Linked DNA regions of Mus musculus: region 1 is linked to region 2. Evidence: chromatin contacts called from public targeted proximity ligation data. All regions are on one chromosome and are shown on one strand. The core of a region is the stretch at or near the end of the contact, and the rest is flanking DNA. Distances in the headings are between cores, read along the strand shown.

Evidence for each region.
Region 1: a targeted proximity ligation map of large pre-B cells shows a contact between it and region 2, with 10 times the contacts expected there. A contact is called at or near these places in 1 of 484 Hi-C or Micro-C datasets (cortical neurons), 1 of 130 datasets of targeted methods (large pre-B cells) and 1 of 9 other capture datasets (embryonic tail).

Annotation. Positions count from the first base shown.
Region 1 is chr19:15,835,390-15,840,430 of GRCm38.p6, forward strand. No RefSeq gene overlaps it. Among named protein-coding and RNA genes, the nearest start is that of Psat1, 87 kb to the right of the region's middle.
Region 2 is chr19:14,242,459-14,247,633 of GRCm38.p6, forward strand. No RefSeq gene overlaps it. Among named protein-coding and RNA genes, the nearest start is that of Gm31331, 150 kb to the left of the region's middle.

The sequences.
Region 1 (5,041 bases), core at 1,157-3,656, 1.6 Mb after region 2:
TGAGTATCTCAAGAGATAGTAAGGTAGTACAAGAAATTTTTAAAAAATCAGAAGCAGAGCTTTGAGGACAAACTTGAGAGCTGAACAGTCTTTTTCTGTTGGAGCCACTGTTCCGAGACACAGCCTTTTGCTAGGTCACACTCAGCAGCTCAGATCGCTATGAGAATGGAGGCAGGGGTTGCTCCAGTCTTTGGGTTTGAATAATTCTGGTGCAAGATCCAGAAAGGTGGGAACCAGACCACTAGTGAGATAACCACCAGCTTGGTTAGAAAGGAGGGACACAAGAAATCTAAAGGACTGTGACAGAGGCAAGAGCCAGTGAGACTTGACAGATTCAAGAGGACCATAGACTGGTGCCTTCCATTAGGTGCATGGCTGTGTGTGCACGAACTCCAGGCCTCTGTAAGAGCAGTGTTTGTCTCTAACTGTTGAGCCACACTCCCGTATACACACCTCCAACCACAGATATGCACGCCCCCTACCCATCACCTCTTGAGTCTTTGTGACAGACAAAACTGTCTCAAAATGTAATAAAAATGAAATGTCCAGAATGCTTCCAAGGTCACAGAGAGTTGCCACTTCTGGTCTTCAGAATTCTTGGAATCCCCAAGGTGAGAGAAGGAGAGAGGGAGAGAGAGGGAGAGAGAGAGAGAGAGAGAGAGAGAGAGAGAGAGAGAGAGAGAGAGAGAGAGAGAGAGAGACTCAGAAGTCTAACCAGCCCATCAAAGTGCCAGTCATTTGAGCAGAATTGCTTTGGACCTTTGAGACCAGCCAAGCATCAAAAGCTGCCTAGTATACATCTCACCAGGCAACTGAGTTGCCCAAAATCCAGACCCACAAGATTTGGAGGGAGTTGATCTAAGATTGTCTCACACCAGCTGAGAACGTAGAAACAAGGTTGAGTCAGGTTTGAGGTGGGCCAGGTCAGTACCCTGGGAATGGACTGCCAAGGCTGAACCACTGCCTCGCTGTACTGAGAATGTGTGGGAGAAAAATGACTACCAAGGGCTGGGGTGGCTGACTATGCAGGGTGAAATGATCGCTAATCACTTGCTGTTTTTACTCTGGAAAAGAAAAAAAAAGAGGTGAGGGAGCTCTACACATTATTCACTAGTGAGTCACCTCAGCTGCCACCATGATGCCTGGTGACACATAATTAGAAAACAAATGACAGATTAGTTTAATAATATTCATTAGCAACTAATGAAACTGACAGTGTTTCCTATTGAAAGCAACTTGGGCTGTTAGTTGATTTTAAGCAAATTATGCTCCTCCCTGTCCATGCTCCCTTTCCGCCTCCCGCCTCCCCCAACATCTCCCTTCTCCCTCCTCCCCATATGCCTTTCAGCTAAATGAGAGGCTAGAGGTAAAGAGCAGGAGAGGATTGTAAGTGGGTCATAAAATAGGGCATAAAGGGTGAGATGGTTGAGGGGAACAAAAGGAGACATGATCAGAAAGCGAGGGAGGGAAGAGGCTGGGGGAGGGGGTGTCCATAGAGGAGGGGAAGAGGAGCGACCCATGCTTCCCCTGTGGTCTTCAAACAAGCAGCTGCTGTCAAAAACAAACTTCCACTTGTCACAGCCAGGAAATGGTTAACAGGAAAAAAATCAATGCTTCCTTTCAGGCATTGTTGTTCTTTTTCCCTTTAAAAAAAAAAATCTCCCCAGCAAGAATTTTTAACGATATGCAGAAATCATAGCTGTCTTGCTGAATTGGTGTAGGACTGACCCCCCTTGACAGTTCTTAAATTATTCAGCTATCAAGGGCCTGCTAAACATTAAATTAAGCATCCTCTCTCCCCTGTCCTAAACCATTAAGTTATGCAAATGCACAGATAATGGGGCATATGACAGCTGGAGGCATTAATCACGCAGCTCTGTCTCTGGGCCGTTGTTATGTGGAAACTGCATCTGCCAACAGACGGAACAGCCACAATTAGATCTCTTAATGGAACGGGGAGCCACTACCTGGTCCTCCACGCAGCTCAGGTTGTAGACCTGGGAGTGAATGAGGCCCTTGAGAGAGCTTGTGAGCTCATCTTTTCTCTGCCCCTCCCCCCTCCTTAATACCTGCTCCTCCAATTGAAATGAAAAATTACCTGTAATTGTTATCATTTGCAAACAAAACCTGTCAGAAGATGAACCTGCTGTTTACAGCGGATGTTTTTGTTGCTCCCTGGGAAGGTTCTTTGGGGAATTTCCTTCATTTGTTTTTTTGTTTTTTGGTTTTGGGTTTGTTTTTTTTTTTAAAAACTAAGTCTGTCTTTGAAGATGTAAAGATGTGGGCACTGCAGAGTGGGAAGTAACCACTGTCCCCTGAGAGCCTCCAAAGTGCCCCCATCAAAGAGGGGACAGACTACCCTGAAAAACTGCCAGAAACACTCCCCTGCTTATCTGCAGATGCTTGTCAAAGAAAGCCCAACTGCTCTCCCAAGCTCCCCCACAGGAAGTCATGAATGAGAAGATAATGGAGACAGCTCATTATCTGCCAAGGAACTTTCACCTCCTTTGAGATTTATGACTTAACACACTCAATTTACAGCTGGTGGGGGTGTTAAGTCCAAGTTGTTAAGCATGGCTGAGAAGGCCAACTGTTTTGTCTTCTCTTTTGCATATTACTCTATTATAAGAACAGGAGTTTGAGAGTTCCTGATCAGCTGACAGTTGTCATGCACACAGGACTTCAGTTGGCCCAACATCACTTTCCTAATGGCTTCCTGGCAAAAGGACTCTTTCTGCACGGTATTTACACTGGAGGCTGAAGTTGGAGGCCATGCAAGACTATTACCCTCTCCACACCTCAAACAGCAGTGCAACAATTTCATGTCCTGACATTTTTTGTTATGAAAAGTTATGTTCTTTGAAACCATTTTTTGTTTGTTTATTTGTTTGTTTTGTTTTGTTTTGTTTTTGTTTTTGTTTTTGGAAACCATTGTTCTCAAATGAAGTCTCAGGACTATTCCCACTGGGTCCCTGGCAACATCTGTTCCATCAAACATCTGCCCTTCTTAAAATCGGGAGCAACTGTAGAGCTAACAATGAACCGAACCGTGTTTTCCCCTTCCCTTGAAAAGGCTCCAGTGCTTTCAGAAAGTCTGCATATATTTATGAGCAAGAACCGGGGGCTGCCAAGGGGACTGTGACAGTAGCCAGCAGCAGAAGCCAGCCGGTCCTGCTTCCCCTAGAGCTCACAATAGCCACTCTTTCAGACCAATTACCTCTAAGCAGGGCCAGTACCCCTCCAGCACAGGCCTCACCCCTGACCTTGAAAATACCTGGCTTATGCAAAGAAGAATTCAGGCCAGCTCTTGAGAATCTCTGATTACTACTGAGGGGGGAACTCACCCAAAGACTTAACCTGGAAAGACTCAGGATTGTCACCTTCAGCATCTATAACAGTTTTTGTCTGTTAAGCCTTCTGGCCCTGGCATGCTTCCTTTTCCCAAATTTCCAAGCAATTCTTCTTCCTAAGAACCTTCTGGAAACTGGAAAAATAATCACAAGCTGGCCTGCATGTCTGATCCTTCAGATCCCATGTGGAGTGTGGTCCACATGGCTACAGGACTGGCTCCAGGGTTGTGTGTTACTGTTTTTCTAAACCATCTCGCCAACATAACAAAACGACCCAAATGCAAGTCTGCTTGGTGTTTCTGCATTTGATAGTTGTAGGGAGACGATGAGCCCCACAGGTAGTGCAAATGGAACCTACCATCAATGTTGAACCTGACCAAGAACACATAGACCAAGAATCAGTAGTGCATTAGCCTGGAGGTGGTGGCACATGCCTTCAATCCCAGCACTAGGGAGGCAGATGCAAGTGGATCTCTGAGTTCAAGGCCAGTCTGGTCTATAGAGTGAGTTCCAAGAGAGCCAGGGCTACACAGATCTTTCCATGGAAGAGGTGGAAGGAGATACTTTTGCTCTTTCAAATCCTACCTGCAAAAGCACAGAGAGATTAGCATTCTCCCTGCAAAGATTCACAATTGCCTTTTGCTCCACTGTTGGGAGCCGCGCCCACATTCGCCGTTACAAGATGGCGCTGACAGCTGTGTTCTAAGTGGTAAACAAATAATCTGCGCATGTGCCAAGGGTATCTTATGACTACTTGTGCTCTGCCTTCCCCGTGACGTCAACTCGGCCGATGGGCTGCAGCCAATCAGGGAGTGACACGTCCGAGGCGAAGGAGAATGCTCCTTAAGAGGGACGGGGTTTCGTTTCTCTCTCTCTCTTGCTTCTTGCTCTCTTGCTTCTTGCTCTCTTGCTTCTTGCTCTCTTGCTTCTTGCTCTCTTGCTTCTTGCTCTCTTGCTTCCTGCACCCTGGCTCCTGAAGATGTAAGAAATAAAGCTTTGCCGCAGAAGATTCTGGTCTGTGGTGTTCTTCCTGGCCGGTCGTGAAAACGCGTCTAATAACAATTGGTGCCGAATTCCGGGACGAGAAAAAACTCGGGACTGGCGCAAGGAAGATCCCTCATTCCAGAACCAGAACTGCGGGTCGCGGTAATAAAGGTTCCCGTAAAGCAGACTGTTAAGAAGGATTCAACTGTATGAATTCAGAACTTTTCAGCTGGGGAACGAGAGTACCAGTGAGTACAGCTTTACGAGGTAAGTCTGATCTTGAACTTTCTAACGAAATTCAAGACAGTCTATCAGAAGTAAAGTGGAATATGTTTGGCCTTGAATTTTTTCTGGTGTTAGGAGCCCTTTTGTTCCTTTTCACATGTTATCAAGTGGTTAAGATAGGGAGGATTCTAGAGGAAATTCAGGACAAGCTATCAGAAGTAAAGTGGGGAGAGAGAGTAGGAACAAAGAGGAAATATGGTACACAAAATAAGCATACAGGCCTTTCCACGGGTCTTGAACCCGAGGAAAAGTTAAGGTTAGGTAGGAATACCTGGAGAGAGATTAGAAGAAAAAGAGGAAAAAGGGAAAAGAAGAAAGATCAATTAGCGGAGGTCTCTAGGAAAAGGAGCCTGTGCTCATCGCTGGATGGGCTCGGGGAGCCAGCTCTTAGTAGCTCTGAAGCAGGTGAAGAATCCTCCTCT
Region 2 (5,175 bases), core at 98-2,597:
AAGTCACTTTGAGACTGTCACAGCTTGCTTGTGCCTTTTGTGCCTCCATACTCTATCGGCACAAGCAGCTTCCTTCGGATATGGCTACAAACCCTCCTCCTGGATGTTTGAGCGTCTCAGTGTTCAATCACTTACTACTTTATATTGCCTGAGCCCTGACTGATACAGGTAATAGGCACCCTACCTCAGAAAGAGGAATCCAGATGGCAAAAGCCAAATGATCTTGAAAGACAGGTTCTACAGAGTATGTGGGGGAGGGGGTCTCCAACTTCATTCATACCTTTAAAAAAAGCCCTCCTTCCAACAAAGCTTTATTGAACTCTGGTGGTGCTCTACAAATCCACTGGTAAGCACATGAAAAGGTAGGTTCCTCTAGCCCAATAGCACTCACAGCACAATTCTCATTGATTGACGCTGATTAAGCATATTTGATCAGACTATAAAAGTGTTTCCTAATTACCAATGACAAAGAAACCCCTTGAAAGGAAGCCATGATGAGAGGATCTGTGGGTAACAGCATAAATGTAATTGAGGAACCAAACCAACCCATGTTGTAAACACATAAACACAGTTATATCCTTCCTTACCAAGCCTGTGGCCATAAGGAAGCCACATCAGTTTATCCTCTGAGCAGCTGCTTGCAAGTTTCTGTCTTAAAAGCCTTTATGAAATTAGGAATCACAGTTCAAGGACCCAGCTCAGTAACTGACAGAATGGCCACTTTTGTCCCCTACCAGGCACTACTCTTCCTCAATGCACCTGACATGTTTATGCCCCAGGACATGTTAGTGTCCCCTAATACTAACTTACTACACTGTCCTGTGTTTAAAAGCTGTTCAATAATGCTTGAATGAGTAAGTGCTAGAATGAATGAACACAAGAATAAACTGCATGGTAATAATTCGTGCTTGCTAATTGTTACTTGAATTATTCACATTATAATTGAGTATAGAGAATAGAGTGTAGAGCACTAAGGCTCACTCTAGCAAAGAGGAAGCAGTCTTCCATAAGTCAAAGAGGAAAGAGGGCACAGAAAAGCAAATAGTGGAAACACAAGTTCAGTGTACGGCATCGTCTTCTTGACTAGGCATCTTCTGGTCCCTTGTGGATGATGACTGACCTTTCTGCCCTGCAGTCAGTATGGGCCCCCTATGCCTTGTTGCACTGACTCTGAGCCCCATGATTTCCTGAGCCCTGAGCAAGGCTCCTACGCATTAAATAAGAGCCCCCTGCGAGTGAGACAGGCTCTCATTTCTGCTGAAGGAAATGAATTCAGAAAGAAAATGATAATCTCCTGGGAGTAACACCCACACAGTCATCACTCAAGTGATCCCACGAGGCTCTGAACCCGACTGAACAGAGCTTCATAAAGCTTCCTTTCAAGGGGTTTCTTTGTCATTGGTAATTAGGAAACACTTTTATAGTCTGATCAAATATGCTCAATCTACGTCAATTTTGTACTTATTTTTAAACTAAACCCATTGTTTCCCTTTTTCTAATTTTCTTTTCTTTTTAACCTATGAATCTCTAATTTAATATCAGTTCCCCCTTCTAACTCCTTCCCACATCCTCTTTCTCACACGATAGCCCAGATGTCAATAACAATATTCCAAAACCATTTCTGAGTGACATCTTTATTCATTGTAATTTTTTTTCTTCCTCTTCTAAAAGAGTCTCAGGTCTGGACACTGTCTCAAGGCCTTGTTAGTTTTAATCATTCGATAGTCTCTTTACTCATTCTATTGATGGCTCCTGAGCAACTACTGTATGCCTGGCAGCATTCTGAGTAAGGTGGCACTCCAGCTTGTAGAACTTATCTTCTGATGAGAATACACAGCTCTCTCGAGAATACATTACAAAAATAAAGGCATGGGTAAAATTTGCTTTGGGGAGCCTGTCATCTCCCCCTTTCAACACATTTTTTGGTCTTCTGCTTATCCTTTACACCACCCACGGTCAAAATTTCTCTCTCCGTGGATTCCTACAGCTGCTCTATCCCCACTAGATCAGAGCTCCAGTAAGCAAGGTTAATCCACACTTAGAAATACCGTTACATTTAAACTAAATCAGTGTAGCCTGCATCCTAAAGCCTCTCAAATGAGGGTAAGTGTAGGGCAAGCCAGGAATTTGCAAAACCACAGGGAAAAGCCAGGGCTAGGGTGTCCAGCCTACCAGATGAGAAATGAGAATATAATAATAGAACTCAGAATATAAAATACAATAAAAATTTTAGATAAAATGAGTGGGGAGGAGTGAAGTTAACAGTTTTACACTCCCCCCAGAATGCTTAAGACCTGTGAGAGACAAAGACAAATGGGGACAGATGGGAGGGAGAGAGAGAGAGAGAGAGAGAGAGAGAATGGTGAGCTGGTGAGTGTGAAGCACAGTGGTCTGGATACTGTTCCATGGGGCCTGGATCTCTAGCCTTGGCATCCCAATGCTCTCCTGTAGAAACTTTCCCTGTTGATGAGAAAGCCACCTTTGCCCACTTCACTGGCCTAGGCCCATCTCTAGAACTCCTCTCATACTACACATCACTTTTCAGACATTGGGCCTTCCTTCTTCTTCCCAAATGCATTCACCTCATGCCACCCGCCCCAGTTTTGAACATACATACATACATACATACATACACACACACACACACACACACACACACACACAAAACACTAAAAATCTCTCCCCCCATTCTTCCCCTACCTTGGCCACCATGACTTAGTTTCACAAGATATTTTTGTTCTGGTCATTTGCTTTTTATCTAAATCAAAACATCTGGGTAGACTTGGAAACTGTGTGACTAAACAGGAAGAAGCTGTCTGCTATCTACTCTAAGGACCATTTTAATTCCCTATACAGTGTTTACTGGCACCTAAAATCATTGTAACTTAGTTATCTGTATAGTTGATGTCTGCCTTGCCCACCTAGATTGTAAGTTCCAGAAAAGCAGGGAACCTGCCTACTCTGTCTTCTGACACAAGCCTTCCTCCAAAGTATCAGGACTACCATAGACCTCACATATACTGAACATGTCACACATTTGCCTTGTAATTACAGACTGAAGTAAAAAACATTTCAATAGCATTTTAACAAAATAGCAAGAGATGAAAGAGCAGAAAAGCTAAAGACTCGGCCTTTTTATTTTAGATGTTATTGTGAATCTGCTGATGTAGGCAAATGATTGTACCTACTAATTCCCCCAAAATGGTCCATTTCTTGTTAGCCAGACTTTTAATTCAGATAGACTGCGCCCAATGTTTTCTTGTCCTTGAACACCCACAGTTCAAAATTCTACTGTCAATATCCTCCAGAAAATATAGGAATGGGGTTGGGTGGGGGTGGATGTTGTGCCCACCTCGGCCGGCAAGGAAGACATAACATGGTCGGATTCTTCTCAACAGCCTTTATTGCAGAAAAGCCTCGCTGCTGCTACGGAGACCCCAGGAACCCAGAGGGGTCTGCTTATATACTCTCAGCCCCCATCCACTCACGGCAGGCCACGCCACCTCACCAGGCACGCAGCTTCAGCCAATCAGGGCGGCAGGGGCTCATCTCCACCAAATATGGACTTGTTTACACCGCCAGCATCATGGTGCACCTGCGCAGCTCTCACGATGGACGATGGACGTGGCTTATTTTCAGGTGTATGAGGAAGTCAGGTGCAAGTCATAAGACTTAGCTGCAGTCCCGGGCACCATCTTGGGACTGCTGCCACACCCACTCCTCACAGGTGGGGATACTAACAGGATGAAAGGTGTTTTGATAAAGGTACATAGAAATTATTTTGAGGAGAGGAAGTCAGTTCAAGAGTCAGAGAAACATCACTATGACCAGGGTTTGTAGGGACAAGAAGAAATTTTACAAAGAGAGAGGAAGCAGGAGATTAGTCTAAGCTCAGTAGTAAGAACATAGGTACCAAGGTAAAATTAAGAGTATCTGCATTTATAATGAAAGGAAAGGACTTTCCCATACAAGGAACTAGGAAGCAAAAGAAACAGTTGAGGAGTGGTGAGTCTGTGAAGGGCCTATGCCATCAAACTCCAAGACTCACAATTCTGCTGCTTAGGAGTTATGGCGAGGCTTTGAGGAGAGTGACAAGAACAGGCCTGTGTTTTGGAAAGGCTGACAGAGATGAGAGGAGGGATGTAGCCAGGTAGGAGGAGGAGGAGGAGGAGGAGGAGGAGGAGGAGGAGGAGGAGGAAGAGGAAGAAGAGGAAGAAGAGGAAGAAGAGGAAGAAGAGGAAGAAGAGGAAGAAGAGGAAGAAGCAGCAGCAGCAGCAGCAGCGGTGGCAGCAGCCAATCCTGAGACTAGTGCATTCACATAGGTAGATGACCAGGGCTCTACGCTGGGACAGAGATAAGTCAACCAAAGAAGAAAGTGGCAAGACTCCCTAATTAGATGTGCAGTGTAGAAGCAAGAGTAAGAGCGTGGAAGAATAGGGAAATTGTCATCGTGCATGGCAGCCTCAGACTGGGAACATAGGAAGGAGACAGGTTTGAAGGGAATTCTCTCAGCTGCTGATGCACTTGAATGTGTGACTCCTTCCGGCAGCCCTGGCATTTTAGTGGTTGTTAAAGACCTCTGTGCCTTAACTAGTGGGTATTAAAAGGCTGAGATAAAAGCATCCTGACAGACCAGCAGGAGAGGTATTTTAAGACAGTGTCTGTCTCAGGATCCTCCCTCCAGCCACCCACAAAGACCACGGCCTTCATTAACTGAGCATGGGCCAAGCCTGCTGCCAGCCAGCACTGACACCCCCCACATCTCCACTGTCATACATTATAAGTTGTTTCAATCATCTCACATAATGAGCCCACTTTGCAATTCCATTATGATTCACTCTCAAGTTTAAAAGCTACAGCCAAAGTGGATAAAGGAAAAGCATCAGGGAGGTACTGTGACATCCTCTGGGGTTTCACACGCTTCCCTGGCGGCTCAGCCAGCCTTCTGGGCACATAGAACTCCTAGAGGGTATTTGCCAATCTCTTCCTCCCAGAGTATTAGTAAAAATCTATAGTTCCCAGTTGGATACCAAATGCAGCCGCCACATTGTGCACTGGTGCCAGCAAAGTACTTCACACAGACAGACAGCTTCCTGAGGCTGCTTTATTTCTTGTCAGCCTTTCAAACTTCACGCCCACAGAAATCTTTTGTATTTAAGTGACTGGCCACAAAAC